2 separate regions of the Capra hircus genome follow, and region 2 is linked to region 1. A link is a contact called in public Hi-C data. All regions are on one chromosome and are shown on one strand. Each heading gives the region's core, a stretch centred on a gene start, on an enhancer-like site or on the middle of the called end of the contact. The rest is flanking DNA. Distances are from core to core; before and after follow the strand shown. Region 1 has its middle 59 kb from the start of EID3. Region 2 overlaps SLC41A2 (solute carrier family 41 member 2).

What was found. Hi-C and Micro-C count contacts between places; a contact is called where the count stands out from the background.
Region 2: a Hi-C map of blood shows a contact between it and region 1, with 6 times the contacts expected there. The contact joins two enhancer-like sites. A contact is called at or near these places in 2 of 5 Hi-C or Micro-C datasets (both in blood).

What each region holds. Positions count from the first base shown.
Region 1 is chr5:66,664,588-66,670,225 of ARS1.2, forward strand. No RefSeq gene overlaps it. Among named protein-coding and RNA genes, the nearest start is that of EID3, 59 kb to the left of the region's middle. Within about 2 kb of position 3,609, at least 1 of the 5 cell types and tissues checked has an H3K27ac peak or open chromatin away from gene starts, as enhancers often do.
Region 2 is chr5:67,104,050-67,109,310 of ARS1.2, forward strand. SLC41A2 (solute carrier family 41 member 2) reads right to left here. Exons shown (of 11, transcript XM_018048199.1): 6 at 5,224-5,261. Among named protein-coding and RNA genes, the nearest start is that of SLC41A2, 95 kb to the right of the region's middle. Within about 2 kb of position 3,077, at least 1 of the 5 cell types and tissues checked has an H3K27ac peak or open chromatin away from gene starts, as enhancers often do.

The DNA.
Region 1 (5,638 bases), core at 2,359-4,858:
CCCCTGGGATCTGAGTTTAGTTATGGATAATGACAGGATGTGACTCTCTTGAAACTTTCTTCATTAGATTCATGAGGTGTTGTGTCTGAGACGGATAAGAGCGTTAACTGTATTTATAATGAAATTCATTAGAGAATAAATAAAATGCATTAATATTTTATATGTTATGAGGAAGGGCTGCAGGGCAGGCCAGTGCTGTGCTGGGGACAGGGAGTTTGAGCTATCGCTCCATTTTGGCATTTTCCCTGCTCGTTTGTTCAGAGACACTGGGGCCCAGGGGCACTCACACAGGCACGCTTGCACTACACATCTACACCGAGGCCCCTCGTGAAGCAGGAGGAAGAATAGTGTCCACGTGACGCATCCTGTCTGGAAGCAAACACATGTCAGGCATGATCTAATGGAACCTCCATTCCTTGGGTATAACAATAGAAACAGAGAGACCCCAAGTTGTCTGACATTCTGTGGGAGACAGGAGGCCCAGGTCCTACCGAGCCTTCTCAGTAGGGTCTGTGCCCTCTGCCTGGGCTCGCCTTCCTTCAGGAGAGAAGGGGTCCTGGGAAGGGGCTGCTCTTGAAGCTCAACAAAGCACCTTCCAGCCTTCTTCATGGGGGAAGGAGGAGGAGCAGGTGAAGACCCTGCTCCGCGCCCCCCGCCCCCCGTCGTTCTACGGAGATCCCTGTGGACTTCCTATCTGTGTCATCCCAACCCTGATGCACATTTTTGTCACCTCTGTGTATTTACTTGGGCTCCTCTCGTGGCTCAGTCAGTAAAGAATCTGCCTGTAGTACGGGAGACCTGGGTTCAATCCCTGAGTTGGGAAGATCCCCTGGAGGAGGGCATGGCAACCCACTCCAGTGTTGTTGCCTGGAGAATCCCCATGGACTTGAGCCTGCCAGGTTCCTCTGTCCATGAGATTGCAAAGAGCTGGACATGACTGAGCAACTATGCACTGCACAGCATACCTTGCAGTGGGCTTCCCTGGTGGCTTCCTGGTAAACACATTTATTTGAAAAAGAAAACATACGTCAAAATCATAAATGGGAACCAATCTCATTTGCCATACATAGAGATCAACTTTTAAAATAAATGCTTCGCTTGACTGTCCGAGCTGCCAAGAGGACAAGTGAAACTAACCATCCTAACGCAGTCTCCTTTCCCCCTTTCCTTGTTGGAAGGCTTGGATGCTAGTTAAACCCTCATTAGGCAGTCTCAGCATCTGCTTGAAAACCTCTTCTCTTGGGATCCTCCTTGTTATGTTCGTTTTTTGTTCTCATTGCGTCCGGGACCAATCAGTTCTCTCTGTGAATAAAACCAGCGAGAAAACTTACTTTGTATGTTTCAAAGCATACAGGGCACAGAGAATGCTGGCTGGGCTGAGGTGTGTTAATTCATCAACAGGGAGGAAAAAAAAAAACTCTTGTCAATATTTGCAGAGAAGAGACGTCTTCACAAAGTAGAAAGGCCACATTATGGAAATGGAATGTTTTGTGCAGAGAGAAGTTTTAGAATCAGAGAAGGTCAGTGCAGAGGCTCAGAGGGCGGAGTACTTGTACATAAGAATACGGCAAAGACCAGTCTACTGACTGAGAAATAAAATGAGACTTTGTAACCTAGCCCTCCCCATGGCCCCAGAGTCCCATGTGAGGAAACAGCAGGCATTTCCCAGGGATGGTTTTGTGGAAAGATCTAGATGTTTATGCCAGAAGGAGCTCGGGGAGAACCACCACTGTGAATCACCACAGTGTCCTGTGTTCTGAAATGGATGGGCTGCTTTGTCCCTTTTCAGTCAAAAAGGATTTAAGGGCGGGTGGCTGAACCAGTAGCTTCTATTTTTTAAAATGGAGTTTAAAAATATTTATTTGCTTGTTTGGCTGTGCTGGGTCTTAGTTGTTACACACGGGATTTTTAGTTGAGGCACGCAAACTCTTAGTGGCAGCTTGTGGAACTCCTTGCATTGGGAGTGTGGAATCTGAGCCACTGGAACCACCAGGGAAGTCCCAATAGCTTCTTAAATTTTGGACAAGCTATGTTCAAATCCTAGCTTACTGTTTGCTGTGTGACTTTGGGCTTGTCATTTAACCTCTCTGGGCCTCAATCACCTCAGCTATGAAACGAGGTGGAAACATCAGTACCTCCCTCATGTGGCTGTTTCGAGGACTAGATCAGTTAACCTGTCCGTAGGGTACTGACAGGGCTTCCCTGGTGGCTCAGACAGCAAAACGTCTGTCTGCAGTGCGGGAGACCGGGTTCTATCCCTGGGTTGGGAAGATCCCCTGGAGAAGGCAATGGCAGCCCGCTCCAGTACTCTTGCCTGGAAAATCCCATGGATGGAGGAGCCTGGTGGGCTACAGTCCATGGGGTCACAAAGAGTAGGACACGACTGAGTGACTTTAATTTTCTTTCAGGGTACTGACAGGGGCTTCCCAGATGGCGCTAGTGGTAAAGAATCCACCTGCCAATGCAGGAGATAGAAAAGATGTGGGTTCAATCTTTGGGTCAGTAAGATCCCTTGGAGAAGGAAATGGCACCCCATTCCGGTATCCTTGCCTGGAATAAATTGCATGGACAGAGGAGCCTGGTGGGCTGTGGTCCACAGGGTCTCACAGAGTTGCATCTGACTGACCACACACACAGAGGATGCTGACAACAGAGCTGGCCTTAGAAAGTACTCCAGTGATGATGCCGATCAGTCTGTCAGTCATGCCTGACTCTGCAGCCCCATGGACTGCAGGACGCCAGGCTTCCCTGTCCTTCACTATCTCTGGGAGTTTGCTCAAACTCATGCCCGTTTTCAGTGATGCCATCTGACCCGCTCATCCTCTGTCTCCCCCTTCTCCTGTACTCAATCTTCCCCAGCATCAGGGGCTTTTCCGATGAGTCAGGTCTTCACATCAGGTGGCCGCTGGTGTTAGTGATCATTATTGTTCATAAACCATCAGCAGGCTCAGATCTGGCTGTCAGGAGACACTGGCCTTTTCCCAGCCATGCTTGTGAATGTCTTGTGTGATCAGTCAAATGAAATGTTTTCTCTTTGGTAACCGGAGCAGTGGTTTTGCAAGCAACTGTGCATCCTGAAGAAGGAGGGCACGAGAGACGGGGGTGACCATGTGCTGATACATGGCATAGCACAGAGGCTAGGAATTCACACTTTGCCATCAGACACGTTGCGGTTTGAACTTGGTCACTGCTACTCACCAGGGCGATCCTGGAGAAGTTATCTACCCTCAAGTGTAAAGGAAAGTTGGTAAATGCTCCTGGCTCAGAGAGCTGCTCAGAGACTCAGCAGGACAATGATGAAGAAAAGTTCTTGGTACACAGTAAGGCTTGAGTAAGTGAATTTAGTGATGATAATTCAGTCAAAAGCAGCCCGTGGCTGAGGGACTGGCCTCCTGATTATCGACCCTGTAACCCGTCATCCCACCAAACGGCAGACTCAGACCAACCGCAGGGTCAGTGTTTTACTCCGGTCCTGACTTTGGGTGACATGCTGCCATTTTCCTTCCCGAACCACTTCCGGTCACCCCTCAGCCTGCTGACGGGGTCCCAGAGCCCTGGAGAGCCAGTCCCAGGGGGCAGGCTTTGAGAGGGGCTGGGTGTCAGGAGCGGGTCTTGGGGGGAGACGGGGGCTGGAAGCAGGAGACTGGACCACCTCCCCCCTGCCGCTGGAGCCCCCACTCCTGCTTCCATGCCACGCGGGGGTGGGCAGGGGCCCCAGCTGCAGTTGCAGCCTTCCCTCTGTTAGGAGAGGAGTGAGTTGCCCGATGCGGGGGGCTGGAGAGAGGCACTGAGCACGCTCAGCATGTCCTCTCCCCTTTGAGAGCAGCCTGTCCCCGGAAGAATACTTCCTGCCCATACTGCAGCCCACTCCCCAGTGGTTTAGAGAGGCAGGACCCTGGTGGGAGTGGTGGCAGGGAAAGGCCTGCAGAGGCCCAGACCCGCCCTGTGACGGGCTGCAAGTTCATGCCCCAGTGGCCTCTCAGGCACCTTGCACATGGTCCCTGATCTCCTGCCCCGTGGCTCCTGTAGGGATGAGCTGCTGTGTATGGAATATTACTCAGACAGAAAAAGGAACACAAGTCAGAAAACTATTACAGAATAGACTGTTCGGCCTTTGGGACAGAGACTGTCTGTTTGTTCACTTACCCTCTGGGCCTAAGGTTATAGGTATCTAATAAACCTATATTGAATAAATAACAGAAAATTATGTAGTTGGTCTGTGAATATACCACCTGTACCAAGATGTTTGTGGCAGCATTATTTATCAATGTAATAGTGAAAAATGATTTTTTATAGTCTGGTGAGAAGTTTGTGGTATTGAATATGATGCTGCTGCTGCTAAGTTGCTTCAGTCGTGTCTGACTCTGTGCGACCCCATAGACGGCAGCCCATCAGGCTCCCCCATCCCTGGGATTCTCCAGGCAAGAGCACTGGAGTGGGTTGCCATTTCCTTCTCCAATGCGTGAAAGTGAAGTCGCTCAGTCGTGTCCGACTCTTAGCGATCCCATGGACTGCAGCCCACCAGGCTCCTCCATCCATGGGATTTTCCAGGTAAGAGTACTGAAGTGGGGTGCCATTGCCTTCTCCGGAATATGATGAAATGGATGCTATTATTAGAATCAAGGTGAGGACTATAAAAAACCATTAGAAACTGTTATGGAATATAAAGAAAAAGGGTATAAATGAAATCTAATAATACTGTGATTAAAACTATAAACATGGAAATTTGTATGGATTAAGATTGGAAGGCATGTTTAGAAATAAAGCTATTATTGTGTAAAGTCAGTGGGCTTATGAGCAATGAAGAAACACTTTTGATAAAGTTTTATAGTGGATTCTGGAATATTTTCTAAAAATCTTTTAAAGAAATCCTGGCAGTACTTTCTAAACAGATGAGCCAGTTGTTTGCTGTTTTCCAGGGTCTGTTTGGTGAGCTGTGAAAGGTCCCATTGGATGGGGGGGCTTCTGAAAATTTCCATCTCTGCACGTCCTGGTGCAGAGCAGTTAGGACCTGACAAAGTTATTCTTGGCAAACATGATCTGTCTGAGTTCTCGGCACAAAGAGCCTCCAGCAGCTGAGGTGCTAGAATCTGTGCTGGTAAAACCTGGTCCAGATGGAGATCTAACAGAGGGCTTTTCAGGCTTTTATTTCCAAGTCTGTTCCTCCTCCTCTTCCTCTTCTCTCTTTTCGATTTTGGTAAACAACCCAGGGGTGTATCCTCACTCTTCCAGGTCCATGTGGTTGGAACATGGGGAAGGATGGCTTCTCCTGATTCCTCCCCTACCCTGCTCTGTCCCAGCCCAGCCCAGACCTGTGTCCTCCCCCCACCCCAGCCACGGGGCTGCCCTCATCCGCCCCTCCCGCCCTGGCACCCGCCTGTGGTCTCCCAGAGGACCCCAGCCCTCTGTGCCTGCTCTCACACCTCCTACCGGTGGGCCACCCATGTCCTTAATGCCACAGCTCGATTCTGTTGGACCTGCTGGTGTCTTGCCCAGGCACTTGGGGAAACTTACTTCTGTAACTGCAGCTTCGCACTATCCTGGACCTCATTTGCAGCAACCGCACCCTGAGACACTGAAATAGGTCTCTGAGGAGGTCCAGGTGGGGCCGGCCTGGGCACTGCCCCACACAGCCAGG
Region 2 (5,261 bases), core at 1,827-4,326, 440 kb after region 1:
TGGTGTGCTGCAGTCCATGGGGTCACAAAGAGTTGGACATGACTGAGTGACTGAACTGAACTGGTGGTGTTTTGCAACTATTATTACATAGTTTCATTAATGAAGTGAAGTTAAAGTTACTCAGTCATGTCTGACTCTTTGCAACCCCATGGACAATACAGTCCATGGAATTCTCCAGGCCAGAATACTGAGTTAGGCAGCCTTTCCCTTCTCCAGGGGATCTTTCCAACCCAGGGATCGAACCCAGGTCTCTTGCATTGCAGGCAGATTCTTTACCAGTAGAGCCACAAGAGAAGCCCAATTTCATTAATAGCATTCCTTATTTTCACCCTAAATCCTTCCTAAATATGTAGCTGCTCTGAGTGACATTTTTATATGTTAGCTGTTTGTGTGTGAACAACAAAGAAGTGAGCATGGAAAGTTGGAAACAATTTTTAAAATGCCCTTTATAACAGTCATCAGAATTTCCTCACTTAACAGACCTTATAGGAGTCACTCTAAACTGGGGATGTTCAGGTCTAAAGAACTCTGTAGAAGAGTGACAAGCACAATGATTTTAGATTCTACTCAAATCAAGGCAGTGATACTCTAGAATGTTTTGTAAATATGTTACAGGTGGCCTCCTTGTTAGTCTCCACAGGACCCAAGTAACAACCTGAGGCTATTACTGTTCTTAGAGCTTATTTCTTCTTAAGCCATCTTTCTAAAGTTAAAATGAGCCAACATTTTGCTGCTCAGATCTTGCCTGAAAAGAGAAAAGCTGATAATTTTTCCAATCAGTATATACATTGTGCATACAGGAATTATATAACCACATAGTTATAAATAATTGAGAAAAAGAGTGTTTAAAATCCTTTAAAATTATGCAGTCAAGAAAAAGAAAAGGCAACAATCATTGTGTACAGCTATTTCTGTTACTGGTCCAACTTTAGACCCTTTTAATAGCTTTTTAAAGGATGAAGCGACTTAGCGCACAATAGCTTTTAAAGATTGCTACGTATTTTTATACACACTGAAAGTGTTAGCCTCTCAATCATGTCCGACTCTGTGACCCCATGGATTGTAGCCTGCCAGGCTCCTCTGTCCATGGGACTCTCCAGGCAAGAATACTGCAGTGGTTTCCATCCCCTTCTCCAGGGGATCTTTCCAACCCAGGGATCAAATCCATGTCTCTTACATCTCCTGCACTGGCAGACAGGTTCTTTACATTAGTGCCACCTGGGAAGCCCCTGATATATACACTGCAGCAGCTGCTGCTGCTAAGTCTCTTCAGTCGTGTCCAACTCTGTGCGACCTCATAGACGGCAGCCCGCCAGGCTCGTCCGTCCCTGGGATTCTCCAGGCAAGAATACTGGAGTGGGTTGCCATTTCCTTCTCCAATGCATAAAAGTGAAGGTGAAGTCGCTCAGTCGTGTCCGACTCCTAGGGACCCCATGGACTGCAGCCTACCAGGTTCCTCCGTCCATGGGATTTTTCAGGCAATAGTACTAGAGTGGGTTGCCATTGCCTGCTCTAATATATACACTACCATGTGTAAATTAGCTAGTGGGAAGCTGCTGTATAGCAGAGGGAGCTGAGCTCAGTGCTCTCTGATGACCTAGAGGAATGGGATGGGGGCTCAAGAGGGAGAGGATATACGTTTGTTAGTTGCTCAGTCATGCCCAACTCTTTGCGACCCCATAGACTGTAGCCTGCCAGACTCCTCTGTCCATAGAATTCTCCAGGCAAAATACTGGTGTGCATAGCCATTCTCTTCTCTAGGAGATCTTCCCAACCCAGGGATTGAACCCGTGTCTCCTGCATTGCGGGCAGATTCTTTACCGTCTGAGTCAGGAGGGAAGACCAGCTATATATACATACAGATACATATAGCTGATCCACTTTGTTGTACAGCAGAAACTAACACAACTTTGTAAAGGAATTATATTCTAATATAAAAGGTTACTATATGTTTAAATATTACTGTATGCATGAATAAATGCCTTTATATTTTCTCTGCAAGTCAAATCTAAGCATATTATAATCTAGAGCTTACATTACACTGTAAACTGACCTTCTATTTCCTCTATTTTCATTTGAAATAGGTCTTTTCCAGCCACAGGTTGCCCTTTTTATTTTCCTATGGTGATACTAGATACTTTCTGCTAAGGCAGTATACCCTTCCAATAACTTCCTTATACTATGTCTTCTCTAAAAGGATCTTTTTTTTTTTCATTACAATCTATTATGTTATTGACTAGGTACTGTGGCAAAGTCATTCAGAGGGATATCTGTCCTCCATTTTCCATATATACACCACCTCCTTAATAATTTCTACACACATTAACGGGATAGCTTTCTAAAAGAATAAAGCATGTGATGAAGTGCTATTTATTTAACACTCATTATGTATACAGTATATGGGGTCTACAAAACAAATACAGAAAATAAAGACAGTTTTGTCCTTCCTTTATACCTTTATAAGGGAAGAGACATTTACTTTAAAAGCTATAATGACTGGCCAGATGTAAAGAATATCTTAAGAGAAATGTCAATAACATGCTATAGAATTCAGGGGAGAAAAAGTTTACCTAAGATTAGGGAATCTATTAATTTAGTACTGAAAAATGATGATTCTGATTGACCTTGAGGGAGAGGAGGGGGATAACGTAAGAAAGAAAAGACAAAAAACACCAGCATGTATGAGAATCAGTAAATGTTGGAGTTTGGCTGGAATATAAGAAAGGGAGGGGCGGCTGGGAGCTTGAGAAGGTTAAGTCTCCAAGAGGCCTGAAGACCAGGCTTAAACTCTAACTCTGTTCACTAAGCAATAGAGGCTTCCCCAGGGCTGTGACAAAATAAAGTCAGGAAGAGTAAACAAAGCTTAGTTTCTTCTTTTAAATTATTTTCTTAAAGCTTAGTTTCTTTTGTCGTGTTTGTTTTGGAGGACTGGATAGGCGGGAAGGGGGGAAATTCCATGTTTACTTCAGGCATCAGAAATCAGCACATTTACTGGGAGTGAAAGAAAGGCAGCAGACTGAATGGCTGTGGAGTGAGCCTCAGGACACCAGGGGCGCTATTCGAAGTTGTTTCCGAATATCCAAAACTCTTAGGTGGGGAGTTAAGTGAGACTTCTCCGTGTTCGGTTCTTTCAGAGCCACACGATTCACGGCCTCTATTTACAACCAAAGCCTATGGTTGCCATGAAATCCCCTTTTTATCTCTAAAGACTGCTAAGTGTTTCCAATATATTTAATTCAGGAATTAAACCTTTGTTTCCCAGAGCTAGGCATCCCACTCGGCAGCATGAGGGGGTCTTGGAATTTTTTAAATTAATTTATTCTAATTGAAGGCTAATTACAATACTGTGGTGGTTTTGGCCACACACTGCCATGCACCAGCCACGGGCGTGCACGTGTCCCCGCTGTTGGTGCCCGTTTCTAACCTCCGTTCACAACGCCCTCAGTACTAGGATCCCCACGGCTGGTGCTATGAGGCCCCCTAGTGCTCATAATGCACACAGTGACTTCAGAAACACCTCCAGATTAACCGGAATCAATCAGCAGCCCAGGAAAACAATCTCATCTCAAGGAACCAAAACGACACCGACGAGACATAAAAGATTCTGTTTTAGTGAAGCCATCTTGAATTATGATGCGTCAACTTTCAGAACACAGGCCTAGAAAAGTCTAAGCAATATTTGATAATAAAACTATTTTTCAAAATTATGATCTATACTATCATTATATTTCACTTTTTATTTCATGACTTAAACACTATTTATTGTCTATAACACTCAAAATATTAAAATTTTTAGAGAACAACACATTTTGATCAAGTCTTTTGTAAGGAGAGTTTACCACTTGTATAATTTTTAGAAATAAATTTTAAAAGTGAGATTTTCCTCAAAAACCGATTTATCATATGAAGTATCCAAATATTTAGTCTGTCTCATTATAACAACTGTCGTATTTATAGGAACATTCTTCAATGGCTTTAACTGGGGAGACACCCTGGTGTTTGGCGGGCAGCTGAGAAATGTGTTACAAATTACTTCACAGTAGTTTGAGTACTCAAGGGTGCAAATACTATACCTTTATCTAGTATGGGAACAAGATCTTATATTTGGGTCCTTGATCATTTATTATCTTCTACCTTACAACACACAGACACATCTTATCTTCCAAAAGAGAATTTTCCTTGAATATACATCATCTTAATGAGTATTGCTTTTTTATATCACTCACTAAATAATGTAAGGTAATTTTATATACTAAATGAAGCTTCTCTTGATATCTCCAAAGGTAGCAGAAAATCACTGCCTTGGTTAGGCTAAAGCTCTTTCTTTAGTTCAAAAACATTTATCTGAGATTCTGACTTCTTCAAACCAAATGTACTTTTAGACTTATTCTAAAGTAAACCATAAATCTGTCTAGAATCCACGAAAATATATGAGGATATGTGAATATATGTTTGTTTCTGGCTTGGCTGATAAACTACCTTTCTCTCTCTTTTTGTATTACTGTGGGTTTATATTTTCTTTTAATTTTTTAAAAAATTTGGCATCTAAAAAAATGAAACTACAATCAACTTTTATCACTAAATGTATGTTCACAAATCATATACATTTACATTGACAATAGCTCCGGAGTGTAAATTTGCATTAAAACAATTCATCAGATTCTATAAATACCCAATAACTATTATCAGGAATTGCATATATAAGATGACTTCAAATTCCCACAACACTCGGGCTAATTTTCATGGTGATTTTTCAGCTGCTATTATGAATTGCCACACTGGTTTCTGATATGGGGGAAAATCACTAAATTTCAAGCACAACCTTATGCTCTGTGACAACAGTGCAACATGTTTCAGAATCCTGTGGGTTGATGCTCAGTGCTACATATTCAGAGGAGAGAATTCAAAGACTATGATAGACTTGCATTCAACCTTCCTACAAACAGTGGGTAATACACATAACCTCTATGACCCTCAGTTTTCTCATCTGAAATCAGAGATGATATTCCTTATCTTTTAGAGTGTTAGATTCTTTATGAAGAGAAGAAGGATGTGAGAACCACAACACATAGTAGGTGTACAGCAAGTAGCAGTGATTGTTCTAATGAGCCTCAACCACAGTTCCAACACAGATGAAGGCCACTGTGAGTCATGATATTGCTGCAACATATTTATTTAAAGAGACTCTGAATAATCATTATATTTAATTTCAGGTCAACTTACCGAGACAGGAGTACAAACCCTGACTTATCCAAGCTAAT